2 separate regions of the Mus musculus genome follow, and region 1 is linked to region 2. A link is a contact called in public Hi-C data. All regions are on one chromosome and are shown on one strand. Each heading gives the region's core, a stretch centred on a gene start, on an enhancer-like site or on the middle of the called end of the contact. The rest is flanking DNA. Distances are from core to core; before and after follow the strand shown. Region 1 has its middle 7.9 kb from the start of Gm32330. Region 2 overlaps Myo16 (myosin XVI).

What was found. A called contact is a pair of places that touch in the nucleus more often than the background predicts.
Region 1: a Hi-C map of the N1E-115 cell line shows a contact between it and region 2, with 4 times the contacts expected there. The contact joins two enhancer-like sites. A contact is called at or near these places in 2 of 484 Hi-C or Micro-C datasets (the N1E-115 cell line and muscle stem cells) and 1 of 115 datasets of contacts at active chromatin or transcription factors (embryonic stem cells).

Annotation. Positions count from the first base shown.
Region 1 is chr8:10,662,173-10,668,650 of GRCm38.p6, reverse strand. No RefSeq gene overlaps it. Among named protein-coding and RNA genes, the nearest start is that of Gm32330, 7.9 kb to the left of the region's middle. Within about 2 kb of position 2,705, at least 121 of the 459 cell types and tissues checked have an H3K27ac peak or open chromatin away from gene starts, as enhancers often do. A contact at or near this core is called in the N1E-115 cell line, where this site is marked.
Region 2 is chr8:10,435,130-10,442,315 of GRCm38.p6, reverse strand. It overlaps Myo16 (myosin XVI), which reads right to left. Exons shown (of 35, transcript NM_001319151.1): 17 at 6,426-6,537; 18 at 3,400-3,517; 19 at 2,612-2,683; 20 at 1-98. Among named protein-coding and RNA genes, the nearest start is that of Gm51561, 8.5 kb to the right of the region's middle. Within about 2 kb of position 2,640, at least 10 of the 459 cell types and tissues checked have an H3K27ac peak or open chromatin away from gene starts, as enhancers often do. A contact at or near this core is called in the N1E-115 cell line, where this site is marked.

The DNA.
Region 1 (6,478 bases), core at 1,456-3,955, 230 kb before region 2:
TCTAGGAGATGACTGGCATGGCAAGTCCCACCTGAAGCACAAAAGCTGGATAACTCTAAGGTTAGCCTTTGAGGGAGGATGCCAAGCCATGAATTATGAGCCCAGATGCTAAGAGATGACATTTGGCCACACCTGGAGTCTGGGGCAGAAGGCTCTGTTTGTGGGCGATGGCTGTGAATCCATAGCATCTCTCAGCAGCTCTGACTTAAGCAGGAGGTAAAAGGAAGAGGAACCAACGGGTATGCTTCATTCAGCAAAAGTGCTGCCTTGGGGCAATACCAAGGGTAGGGTGTGTGTGTGTGTGTGTGTGTGTGTGTGTGTGTGTGTGTGTGTGACAAAAGTTTATGTGTGAGACGAGAGGCAGACATACACTTTCTGTTCCTTACAGGAGTGGCAGGTCTGAGCTCACTGGGTCAGAAAGCTTCCGTCTTCCTTCTCCATTGATGAGGGCCAACTGGCCAGCCGGGACAGACAGGAGCCAAGATATGCAAGTGCACAGAAGAAGACAGAGGCAAAAGGTAAAAGACAAGGTTGTAGGAGGGTCTTAAACGCGTTCTCACGACCTGCCAGGAAAGACGCAACAAACCGGAATCTTCTGCGGCAAAAGCTTTATTGCTTACATCTTCAGGAGCCAGAGAGCAAGAGCAAGAGAGAGAATGGTGAAACCCCATCCCTTTTAAGGAGAATTATCCTCCGCCTAGGACGTGTCACTCCCTGATTGGCTGCAGCCCATCGGCCGAGTTGTCGTCACGGGGAAGGCAGAGCACATGGAGTGGAGAACTACCCTTGGCACATGCGCAGATTATTTGTTTACCACTTAGAACACAGGATGTCAGCGCCATCTTGTAACGGCGAATGTGAGGGCGGCTCCCCACAGGAGGGTGTCAGGAAAGCTCAGGAGTGAGGGCAGAACCAGTGGCCTGGGCTTCGAGGAGACTTTATGCGTAGTATGCATTATGTGTGGTGGACGTTATGTGCAGTAAACATTATGTGCAGAGGATGTTATGTGCAGTGGCAATGAATTCCCATGTGCCATGCACACTCACTCCTCTCAATCCCAATTTTGGAGCAGCACTGCTGAAAGCACCTAGTTTCTGTGGTCCCCTTATGTTGGAAGAGGCCAGGGGGCAACATGTTTCCTATGACTTTTGTCTGTTAGACATTGCTTAGGAATCTACCTAGTATGCTCTCTGAGACCTTCAAAGATCTGGGAAGCTTAGGGAAGGGAAGGATGGCTTTATCTCCCTTAAGGATGTTCTCGTAAGGAGGGTTCTCCTGCCAGCCTCCATCAACAATCCAGGCCCCAGAATCCAAGACTGACCAAGTGTAGTAAAACCCCCATGTTGGCCAACGACAGCATTCTAGCTCTGAGTTTCCTGAGCCTCCATTATCTTATTCTTTTTCTTCTGTGCTTCCAGGATTAACATTGGAGACCAAGGCACTTTCCCTGTCTCTTGATTTCTTCATGTTCAAAGAATCTGTTTCAGGATGACATGTTCTGAACCCCGTTGCGGTGTTTCATGCTTTGCCTCTGTAGAGCAGTATCCAACCAGAATGCTTGGGTTGTCTAGAGACATCTAGACTTCATGCACCTGCTTATGCACACATCTGGGTACCCACTCGGGAGAGAAAGGAAGCACACAGGTCGGGGAGCAAGGTCCTTGGATCTTCAGTAACACCCCTTTCTCTCTGTCCTATGGCTTCCATGGACTGTACTGCCAAAAGGCAGTGTCAATGAAAAAACAGGCATCTCACTGGCTCTCATAATGTCCCATCTGCTCCCCGGGCTCCTCCTGCAACACAGAGCCATGCTTTGGAAACTCTGGGGATCAATTTCATTCACTCTGAAGTTACCATTCACTTCATCTTTGGTGGTCTCCAAACTCTTCTGGAAGGGTCCCTGAATATCATGCTGGTTTCTTGCTAGACAACTGATTTGGCTGGTGTGTGTGTGTGTGTGTGTGTGTGTGTGTGTGTGTACGTACACACATATATGCATGTGTACCTCTGTGTACAGGCTCCCATACCATTTCCTACATGGATAAAACTCTTCTCCAAAATTACAAAAGAATTACTGAGGGCATCTCAATGAATTTGTTCTCTTTATTTCTTAAAATAATTTTGTTTTAGATATAGTAAAAATAATAATAGCTCTGTTTTCTTTTTGTTTTTATTACATTGAAATGAAACATGTCTATATTGCATGCAACCTGCTTGGAATTTCTAGAAGATAGTTGCAAGACTGGATGTCTAACTCCAGGCAGCCTGATGCTTAGCTTAGGGACCCCTTCCTCTCCTTCAGCAAAGGAAGCCTCGATTTACACCTCTATAGACCCATCTCAGCAAGTTCAGTCTTTCCATTAACCCCTGGTAGCCACAATGACTTCCTAATACCAGTTAATTAACAAACACTGGTGCTCCAACAGATGAATTCCTGGGAGAGTCTTTGGTGTGGTCCCCAGACTGCAGGAGCAGAGCGCAAGCTTTTTCCTTTGTTCTTCCAACACTTTCCTTGTGGGCCACAAAGTACTTTGAATCTCAAATGAGCTCTCTAATTAGTCTCTGCCGGCCTTCCTGCAGGATGGGCAGGGCTGTCGATTATCTCCACTTTGCAGATAGTAACAATTTACAGGACTTGGCTGAGGTCACCGGAACATTAGCATCTCAGCCAGAATACAACTCTTAGTCACTAAGCCCAGTCCTCCTACTCTGTTCCCTAGACAACTCCCTCCATCCTCTTGGCATTGGATCTGTACTTGCAGGGAGACCTTATTGTAACACTGTGAACTCCAATTTGGTGCTTGAGGCCTGGAGGTAAAAGGGGGACTTGAGGAAAGGTGTTCTGGCGTGTTTGTTTTATAGATAATACTCTACTGACTGGCTTGGCAACTCTGCGTGCACTTGTGTCTCAAAAACAAAAAAAAATGTCATTTACACAATCCATAGACTATCTTCATGGCCTAAATATTTCAAGGCCAGACCAAGTGAATACACCACCGGTGGGTGATTCTCAGCAACTAAGTATGCTTGTGTGAGGTTTGGGGACTCACTGTGCCCTGTGGTGATTGCAGATGAGATTCCCCACTGCCCAGTGCTCTGTGCATGTGATTTGAGCCTCTTTCTGTTGTATTGGAGAGCTGTGACACGGGGAGGCACATCTTTTCTCACCTCCTGAGGAGACACCAGAACTCTGTGTGGCCAAAGTACAGGGCTGTGTTAACCAGAACCAGGTCTCTCAAGAAACATAGAAGTGCAAGCTGCACAAACCCAGCTCATCATTTATTGACAGGAGCCTTAGACGCAGGCGGGACCAGGGGCTGCTATTGGACGGTCTACAGGCAAATTTCCGAGAGTGCCAGAGCTGAAGAACGAAGACATAGACTTTGATTCCTAAATCTCCAGTGCTCAGGAACGCTGTGGTCACGGCAGATGTGTGTTTATTCATGATATTCAACTGACGCAGACTCCCAGACTCCGTTCCCCACCCTCTCTGAACAGTAAACAAGTCCTCCCCATGACTGTGGGAACGGACTAATGAGTAATTACACGTTTGAAAGTCACCAGAATGGAATCCCAGGGGTGGACCCCTGAGTAAAGGAGAGTTGTGGGATAAATGCAAACACATTCTTTGGATTCCAGATCCCAGTGTGGTGCCAGGGTGCAGCTTCCCCAGGGAGGGCATGGAGGTACAGTAGGCCGCAGAGCTGATCCTATTAGCCACCTCACTTGGGCACTGATCCAAGAAGGCTAGCTGTAAACATGAATATTATTGTTCAGATCTTTGCTCTGTCTCATTCAAATATAGAAAGCTACATAAACATAAGGGAATTCTCTAAGAAGTATTTATCTCAATCCAAAGCAAGGAATGACTTCTGTGTTTGTTTGTTTGTTTATCTGTAGTGGTAGCATTAGTGTATTTGAGTTAGTGATCCAAGAAATGGGCATACTTTATGTTTGGGAAGTTGCAACCAATACCAGCATCACACTGACACATTCATTCATTTAGCCTTCCAGAGACACAATAAACAGCTCTGAGAACTATCAAAGCTAATGATTTAGTCCTCTCCCCATAATCATAAATGTGGCAGGTCACACACCCTTATAGGTGAATCGAATCCTGAATGTGGTAATCAGTACAAACAATTACTAACTGCTAAAACTGCTTAAAGTCTGCCGAGGCTGTCTGCCATTGGTAGCTAGAAGAAACCCCAACCAGCTGCTCCTTTTCGGCCAACCAGCTGATCATTTCAAACATAGTTGCACAGACATTAATTTGAATGATGGCTGTATGTCACTTCTAGGGAACAGACCAGAGGCGAGTAGGATTTCTCTCAGGGTAGTCTTCAGGCTTTATGCAGGGAGCAAACCGGCTTTCTTCAAAGGTTAGCTTCACCACAGGTGGTCTATCCCTTCTGAAAGACTCCTCCAGTCCCCACAGGCTGACCCCTGTTCCCATGGCAACCTGAGAAGTACAGGGTTGTTGAAAACAATTCTTTAATTTGTTTACTATTTCAAACTCAAGAACACGCCCCAAGGTTTCAGTCTCTACTCCAGAGTCTGCTTTTCTGACGTTTGAAAGAAAAACAGGAACAAAACCCCTTAGTGCTCTTTTACATGGAAGAGACTCTGAGGAACTAAGCTTTCTCGAAGGCCAGCTTGTGTTATAAATGGGGAAGCCAAGGGTTATGTTTCATACCACGAGGCTGCACAGCTAGAGGAACCTCACCAAATGGTGTCATCTTCTTGCTGTTGCTTGATGTCTGCTGTGTGCTGAGACTGTCATCTCTACTTCAGTTGTAGGAACAGAAGTGTCTGGATACAACCATAGAGCTCACACTCTGAAGGCCGGAGAATCCAACTGGTCAATATTTCTATGGCTGTTTGTATTCCAGGAGGCTGATGAAGTTGTCAGAGAATTATCAGCAGGCTGCTGATGCTTAGTGCCTGCCACAGAGAGCCCTGGCTCTGTGGAAGGTGTCAGTTGCTGGGAAGGAGGGCGTGCTTAGTGTATATCCTGATGAAGTCTACCCAGCTCCCTCAAAGAGTAGGTCTCTGGTGAGATGAAGAGTTGGTAAAGCACCTGTCTGTTTCTTCATCATAATTAAGACAAGATCAAGGCACTAAGAGCTCAGACTGGCTTCTTCATAATTTGTCTCCAGATAAAGTTCAGTAAAACAAATGGGACTCGCCAGATTGGATTCCTTTGCTTTTGACCTCCCATATTGGTTAGTTGTCTTGACTGGAGGTCTGGAAGCATCTTGATAAGGACTCAACTAGACAGGGCTTTCTTGCTTGGTGGTGACTTCCTAGGTGCCTTCTTCCAAACAGACACCCAAGTGTCAGGCCTGCCCCAGCCAGAAGCTTGCTGGGAGAGAGGATGGCAGCTTGTTCTCTCTGTGTTCTGGAGAAGGGGCCTGTTTTAACTCCCTACTCCTCCCATAAGCTGAGAGGCACCCTATGGCCTCTTGGTTGAGGGGAGGCAGAATGCCTACAGCTTGATATTCAGATTCACAGGTGGCATCTTTGGACTCTCTGTAGAGACAGGGAACTCACATCCCCCAGTTTCCCAGTCAGGCAGCAGAATGGCTCAGGCCCCTGTTTGACAGGGCAGTCCGTCAACAGTGAACTGTCTCTCTGGTTGTTATCAAACACAGCAGATCTCACTCATCAGCCCACTTACAGAAAAGCCTTGGGCCAATTTCATTGAGGATGGAAAAAGCCTTCTGCCTTGCCCTTTGGGGCATGGCTATGTCCAGCAGCACTGGCAACAGAAAGCAGGACCGATCGGAAGGCAGATTGTATTAAGTAGATTTCTATGCAGTTAATTAGATTCGAGACGAGGAGAGGTTGATATCAAAATCAGTAAATGTTGAATGAGAAGAGTCTTACGGCTAAAGAAAACTCTGGAAGAGGGATAGGAACCCAGGATGTCCATGATTACTTCCTGAATAATTACTGTTTGAAAGAAATTGTTTCCAGCCACCTGAAGGGGGGCTCAGATCAACAGATGCTTGGAATAGAAATTTACAAAGAATGCTTGAACACCTGGAGGTAACACTTGGGTAGGAGCGATTTTATTCTCTACCACTCTCTGATTTCTGTCTGTTTCTGTCTCCTGTCTAAGGTTCTGAGCCCCCAGATGTGACTCCTGGGATCAGGACTAGGAGTGTCCTCTACAAGACAAGAGCAGCAAGCACCCACAGACGCTGAGCCCTCTCTCCAGAATGCACAGTCCTCTTTGGAAGTCCATTTTATTGTGGTGGCCTGAATGAGAATGGCCCCCATAGGGTTATAAATGTGAAGGTTGTCAGGAAGTAGAACTCTTTGAAAGGATTAGAAGGAGTAGGAGGTGTGGCCTTGTTGGAGGAAGCATGTCACTAGGGGTGAGCTTAGAGGTTTCAAACGCCCAAACCCAGTTTCTCTCTGCCTTTGGACCAGGATATAGTTCTCAGCTACTGTTGTGGTGAATGACATCGTG
Region 2 (7,186 bases), core at 1,391-3,890:
TATCAGAAAGCCAAACAAACGACTGTACAGTGACTTGGCCAGGAGGTCGCGGTAAAACGCAGCCATCTGGATAGTGTGTCGACGTATTATCACATCTCCTGGAATAGTGAAAGGAAGAGGAGAATTGTGGACAATGGTCTCCTTGTTAGAAGCCAACACAACTGTCTATGTCCCACTCACACTCTATGATGTCCGCCATGTCCAGAAAGGGCCCCGAAAGGTGGTGCCTGACAGTTATCGACATCTGAAGTGTCGTGTACCTTGACTTCTTACTAAGGCTTCTACGCATACCTCTGCACCTCTCTGCAACTGAGCCACCTCCTCTCAGTTGGAGAGCTAGCTCAGGGTCCTGTGAGTGAGCTTTCGGATAATAGCTCACTGGTTGGGCACTGAGCTGGCCCAGGGCATTTGAACACTTGCCTGTCTGGAGAGTAATGGTCAAATCAATCAGAATGTGCCTGTGGGTCCAGGGGACAAAACAGGGCCTTCGGGAAGAAGCCCCTGTCACTCTCAAGTGGAGCCATGGGAATCCTGAGAGAGGAGAAGTTCCAGAATGGAAGGCCAGTGAAGGGACTCAGGATAGAGAGTTAGGGTGACCTGGGATGCAGGCAGATCCAGTACAGTACTGCTGGATGAGACAGTGTGTGAATGCCGGGCTCAAGAATGCTCGCCTGTGGCCTTGGCCAGCAGGGCGTGTCCTTAAGTCTCAGTCCTTAAGGCTGAGCAGATGGCAGGGATGGGAGAGTCCCTCAGTTGGCTGGAGGGAAAGGAAAGAGAGGGGAGCCACCACTGAGACAAGATAGAACTTCACTAAATTGAAAGAGCACGGTCAAAACCATGGGTGCGGTAAAGCCCACTAAGGCAGGGGACAAGTGCAGCCTTCCAGATGTCACCACGAAAGTTCCGGGTTCACGTGGTTGAGGAGCTCTGAAGGGTGGGCAATGTGGTGAGAGGAGGTTGGGTGGGATGTGTTGAGGGAACCGGATGGTGAGTGACCAGCGGAATTTAACATGTGCACTGGCTGGTTTTGTGTGTCAACTGGACACAAGCTAGAGTCATCGGAGAAGAAGGAGACTCAGTTGACGAAATGCCTCCATGAGATCCAGCTGTAAGGCATTTTCTCATATAATGCTCAATTCGGGGAGGACCCAACCCATGGTGGTCTCATCCCTGGGCTGTGGTCCTAGTTTCTCTAAGAAAGCAGGTTGAGCAAGCCATTCGAAGCAAGACAGCAAGCAGCATCCCTCTATGGCCTCTGTATCAGCTCCTGTCTCAAGTCTCCTGACCCTCTTGAGTTCCTGTCCTGACCTCCTTCTCAGAAGTGTAGGCACAATTAACCCTTTCCTCCCTGGCTTGCTTTTGGGTCATGGTGTTTTGTTACAGCAACAGAACCCCGACTAAGAACATGTCTTCAGAAAGACCAGCAGCATCTTGAGAACTCCAGGCACTTGACATAGGTGGGAGCAGAGACGTAGATGGAGACATGGCTAAGAATGGCTAAGGGGGCCTGGAAGTCTGTCCTATAGGGAGGAGCATTCTCTAAGAAAAGTGGTGTCTTGGAAAGACTGTTGCGCGCAGGTGAGAAGCACACTTCCATTTCATTCCCGTGGAGGTGAGCGACTTCCAGAGGAAAGAAAACACCAACAGAAGCTGCTGCTGTGATGCTGGACAGGAAATGGAGGGCTGTGAGGAGGGAAGCTCTTTGAGAGGTCAGAGGGACCCAACCTACTTGGTAGAGAAGGGTGAGGGGTAAGGGGAGCCAGCAGAACCTGGGGAACAGCTGGATGGATCATGGGAAAACTCAGTATGTTGATTAGCATGGAAGGGGGGATTCTAAGCAGTAGGGGTCATTAGCCAAGCATCAAAATCCCTGCAAGCCAGACCCACGAAGCAGCTGGTAAGTTCGACATAGAGTGCCCGGGGAGGCCAGCCCTCACAGCTATGAAGAGGAAGGTTGAAGAAGGGCATCCATCCTGACATTTCAGTGGATAGCTGAAGCACATGCAGGAGTGCTAGTCTCCTGTGCACGGAGCACGGCCTTGCACCAGTGGGTGCCACAGGGAGTAGGCATACACAGAGGGCTGAAGCCGCCCTGTGAAGGTAGACAGCTTCTTTACCAGTGGCTTGGCATCTCTGGTGATTAACCCCTTTTAATCTGACTACTTTCCTCCCTGAGGAGAGTAATAGTTATGCCCGCCTCCTGACCATTCTTGAGATCAGAAATGACAAACTTCGGACCATTTGGCTCCATGCCATTCCCTCATAAACACCAAATAAATGACAGCCCCCATTCTGAGCGGGGAAAGGCAGAGAGAAGGCCGCACCCCTCCCCCATGAAGATCCATGTTTTATGAGAATACATCCTCTTAGATTGATGGCTTTGTTTTTCTGAACTGACAGGTTGATTAGGAAGGGGGCTAGTTACTCAGAATGATCTCCCGGGAGCATGGCAGGGTTCCCATACAGCAGCCTTTCAGTGCTTTCTCCTGGCACTCAGTCCATGCAAACAGTTTCCCCCGTGTGGAGACAGGCAAGGCTGTGTTTAATTTCCCCATTTCAAAGAAGCCCAGGGACTGTACAAAGGTAAAAGTCAGGTTGCACAAGGACTTACCTTTAAAATACTGAATATCAGTTGTTAGGGCGGATGCCAGCTCGTCGGTCGACACTTGCAACATACCTGCCACTGAAATCAAACACAGCTGTAAATAAGAAAGCACCATGCATTTCAACACTAAGAACACTGCGATTTGTGTCCATTGTGTGCATACTTCATGTTAGAAGGAGAGCAACTTCTACTCTCTGGCTTAAACTCATCTAGAGAAATGCCTTAGTACTCCAGACACTGGTGGGATCTTGTGTCTGTCTGGATTTAGTAAGGACATATTTTCCCCTTCACCACCCTTGTAGATAGGGCTGGATTATTTTTTTCCAAATTCCTTATTAAAATAACTTTGAAACAGGTGAAAATAGGCCATTTATTGGAAGCCCGTGGTTTGAGGATATTTTTTTAAAACTAGATGTGACCATGAAAACAATATCAAACAAGAGGGGCTTTTGAACATGGTGTTTAAAGGAAAGTAATTGTGAGTTTATAATGTTTAGCTAACGACTCCTCTCCAAATACTGTGTGGACAGCAGGTTGGGGCAAAGAATATTCTAATAATATCAAATGATCTAAAGTATATGATGATACCCCTGTGCAGAATGGGACCACGAAAGCACGTTTGTCAACCACCCCCTTTCGAGAAAAGAAAGAGGTTCTCCCCTCCCCCCAAGACTTCAGACCAGCTAGTGATTGTTGCAGCCAGCCGGATTCTGTGCTGTGTCGCCATCTGCTGGCAAAACTGTGAAACTGCACCCCCAACGACTTTGCCATCAAGGTGGTGGTGCTCCACTGACCTTGTTCCAGAAGCTGGAGGTCAGAGACAAAGGCCGAGTCAGCTTCTGTTAGTGCAGTGAACTGAATGTCTCCGATGTGTAGTATCGCCGATAGGATAACGAATAGGTTTTCCACCTCCTAAGTGTTTACAGAGAACAGATAGAATAATTCAGAGGTGGGAGCTCCAAGCAACCGGGAGCATTCTGGTGGGGTTGGGCTTGCCACTCTTCAGACCCACAGTGGGAGATTCAAGAAACTGCTCAAAATCAAATCTCAGCTCCATGTGCGTTGCCCTAAATTGCTGTTCTGGTATGAATCAGTGTGTTCTGGATAATCATTATTATATATATATATAAATAGTGATTGTAGTCCAATCACTTGCAGGAAACACCCCACTGTCCCAAGCTGTTCTTGCACATGGGTGCAGGGAACAGGAGAGGAGGGCCTGGTCTGGAAGCCTGGAACTGAGGGAAGAGTGGGACCTGAAGCTGGGAATTGCCACTTTCCCATTTATAAAGTAAGCACCTGGAGGTACTGATCTCAAGCAATTCTTAGGTATAGCATTCCATAATTAACAGAAGGCAGCATTTCCCACTGGACTCTGCAAGGTAGTCACCTCTACACAGGCAAGGAGGGCCTGTGCTGTTCTCGGGGGGGGGGGGTATGATTTATTCAGTGAGGAAGACAGAGCTTTGAGTGTTCACTATAACCCACGATATAATGCAGTGAAACTGAATCAGAGGAAAACTCCCCATGGAAGGAGGAGGAGTTCTGGGGTCCCGCTTTTGTCTGTAGTGGTGCAGTGGTGTCCCCCTGCCTTGTCAGCTTGCCTGCTACTGGATATGGTTGGTGCAGAGATGGAGGCTTCTCTGCAAAGTAGTCTCAAAGAACCACAAGCCCTTGCAGGTTTTGCTCTAAGAAACACAAGCCCTTGCAGATTTTGCTCTGAAGGCCTTATCGGCCAGAAATACTATCCTTTGAATTGTCATGGACTAAGGCCACCACTCCAAAGTGGAACAGATTTTGTTCTTCACATTGCTTCAAAGGCTTACGATGAAGGGATGGACATCAGGCCGTTTGTGTAAATGCACTGCCGTCTCCATCAGCTATGCCAGTCAGCAGGTGTGTTTTGCCTGTCCTGCCTTTGAGGATCAATTGTGGAACTTGAAAGGCGTTTCCAAGTGGATGATATTTTGGTAAAATGGTGCCCTGCCCCTGTCTGTGTTCCTGTTCCCTACAGGATCTAGAAACTCCAGGTTGGGGAGTGAGGATAAGAAAAGAGACATCACGGAAGCCAGCGCTAATACAGAGCATGCAAGTGGGCAGGGCCAGAAAAAGACAGACATGTAGAAATTGAATAACCAGGGTCAAAAGAACAAGACATCATCAGACTGCCTCTCACTGTGGAACTCCATGCTCTTAAAGGTGTGGGGCCTGTTTGAACAAAGTGTCTCAGTGAATCCACTTAGGGTGAGCCATTTATCAATTGTCTTTTATGCTTCCTCCAGCCCCCGTTGCCCAAGACTGTGGGCAAGCATGACACACACACTTCTAAGGAAGGAGAAGGAGCTCATACTTCAGACTACATCTGGGATGGAGCTGCGGGGCTCGCTGGGGTCCCCAGTGACCTCTTGCTCATTGTCCCTGAGGATTTGGCCCAATCTACATTACTTCCATATTGAGGGAGAAGAGATACCACATCAGGAAAACAGAAATGACGTCCAAGAACATCCTCAGGGGCCTAACCATTCATGTCTAATTCTCAGGACCAGACCCATTCAGAGCAATAATCCCTAACCACATGGCTATTTAAATTCAAATTAATATTTTAAGATACAAAAAAGCAAACAAACAAACAAATAAACAAACAAACAAAAAGTTCATTTCTTTAGCCTCCTTTGTCACATGACAAAGCCGGGCAGTGGTGGTGCACGCCTTTAATCCCAGCACTTGGGAGGCAGAGGCAGGTGGATTTCTGAGTTCGAGGCCAGCCTGTTTTACAAAGTGAGTTCCAGGACAGCCAGAGCTATACAGAGAACCCTGTCTCGAAAAACACAAAACAAAACAAACAACCCTCCCCAAAAAAACCCAGAAAACAAACAAACAAACAAACAAATAAACAAACAAACAAAAAGTTCATTTCTTTAGCCTCCTTTGTCACATGACAAGTGCCCAGTATCCAGAGCAGACTATAAGTCCTAGGCAGCCTGGCTTGACCACAGGCCTCTCTGTTATCTTTGAAATTGCTCTGGCACAGCAGAGGGCTAGAAATTTCCCTGCCTGCTCTAGCCTGCTAGAGAAGATACTTAAGTAAAGTGATTATGTTAGTTTGCAGGGTGACCATTTTAACAGTATGGTTTCTTCAGCTTAGCCAGTTTTCTCATGGTTCAGACAACACAGTTATCTGGTTTATTCTAAATATGTATGTGAAAGGTTTTTTTTTTCTTATATTTCTATTGAAAATGATGGTTCTGGAGAGCGGGCTCAGTATTTTGGAGTGGGGGTGCTCTTGGAGAAGACCTGGGTTTGATTCCCAGTATCCACAAGGTAGCTTATAAACTGTATGTAACTCCAGTTCCAAGGGACCCAATACCTTCTTCTGTCATCCACAGGCACTATGTGCAAGCACAACTCCCATATATATTAAAGAAAGGAAGAGAGAGAGAGAGAGAGAGAGAGAGGAAGAAGAAGAAGAAGGAGAAGAAGAAGAAGAAGAAGAAGAAGAAGAAGAAGAAGAAGAAGAAGAAGAAGAAGAAAGAAGAAAGAAATAGGCAAACAAATGAGATAACATCAATGCCTTGTTACTGTATCCGTGTATCTCTGCCTTCCAGGGATCTACCACCCATTCATCCTGCTCCCTTGTCTCCTGCCCAGGCTGGACAGTCAGCACCAGGAGGCCATATAGACCACGTTCTCTGCTGAAACATTGTCAGAGCTGGCAGCAACCCTTGGGCTACACTGAGGTTCAGGAAACGGTTTGGGAGAAGTGAGTCTATAAACTGGTAGCGGCTGGCTTTCCGTGTGAAGCCCTGATAAGGGGACTCACCAAGGTGCTGAAGCCAATTACATTCAGAGCATGTTTCAGAGCTGCAAGTCTCTCCTTGTTCAGAGAATGCTCTGCTGTAGACACATCTTCCCGCATGCCTTGGCTCACATACCTGTTAGGATAAATACGTGGTGTTATGACTTGGCTTGGAGTCAAATGCTGGTGGTAAAAGGTTACCTCATTGGTACCTGATCTCTGTCATAGTGGAAATCACCTGGACACTGTGTTCCCAGGTGTTTACAAAGCGACTCAGGAGCACATGATGTCTCCGGAAAGTAGACAGTTATTCTAATACCAGAATATCATCACACTGCAGACACGGGACTCACCTCATCTGAACCCTTCTCCGTGAGGGGAGACGGTCATCAGCGTGCTGTGAACTTCATATAGGAAGCTGGCAGGTGTCGAAACAGGCCTTGCAAGTCACATTTGCATGAAAGATGCTTAATGTATACTAATGTATTATCCCTGCTTGCCAGTAGCATTTAATTTTAAGGTTGCTGATTGATTCCCTTTGCTTTGCAAACACCGAAGCGCCGATTACCAAATGCAGGCATACCAAAAAGCTGAGGACACCAACCACAAGGACAAAGGGCTCCTCTAGGAAACTAATCAGGAGCAGGTTAGGTACCCAAGTCACAGACAAGGGGAGAGCTGGCAACAGCATAGTGTGCAAGCAGAGCAAATGACCCGAGTGTGGGTGAACGGTGCTTCTAAGTGTGGAGGAAGCAGGTAGGCACCAGGAGGGAACGCTGTGGAGG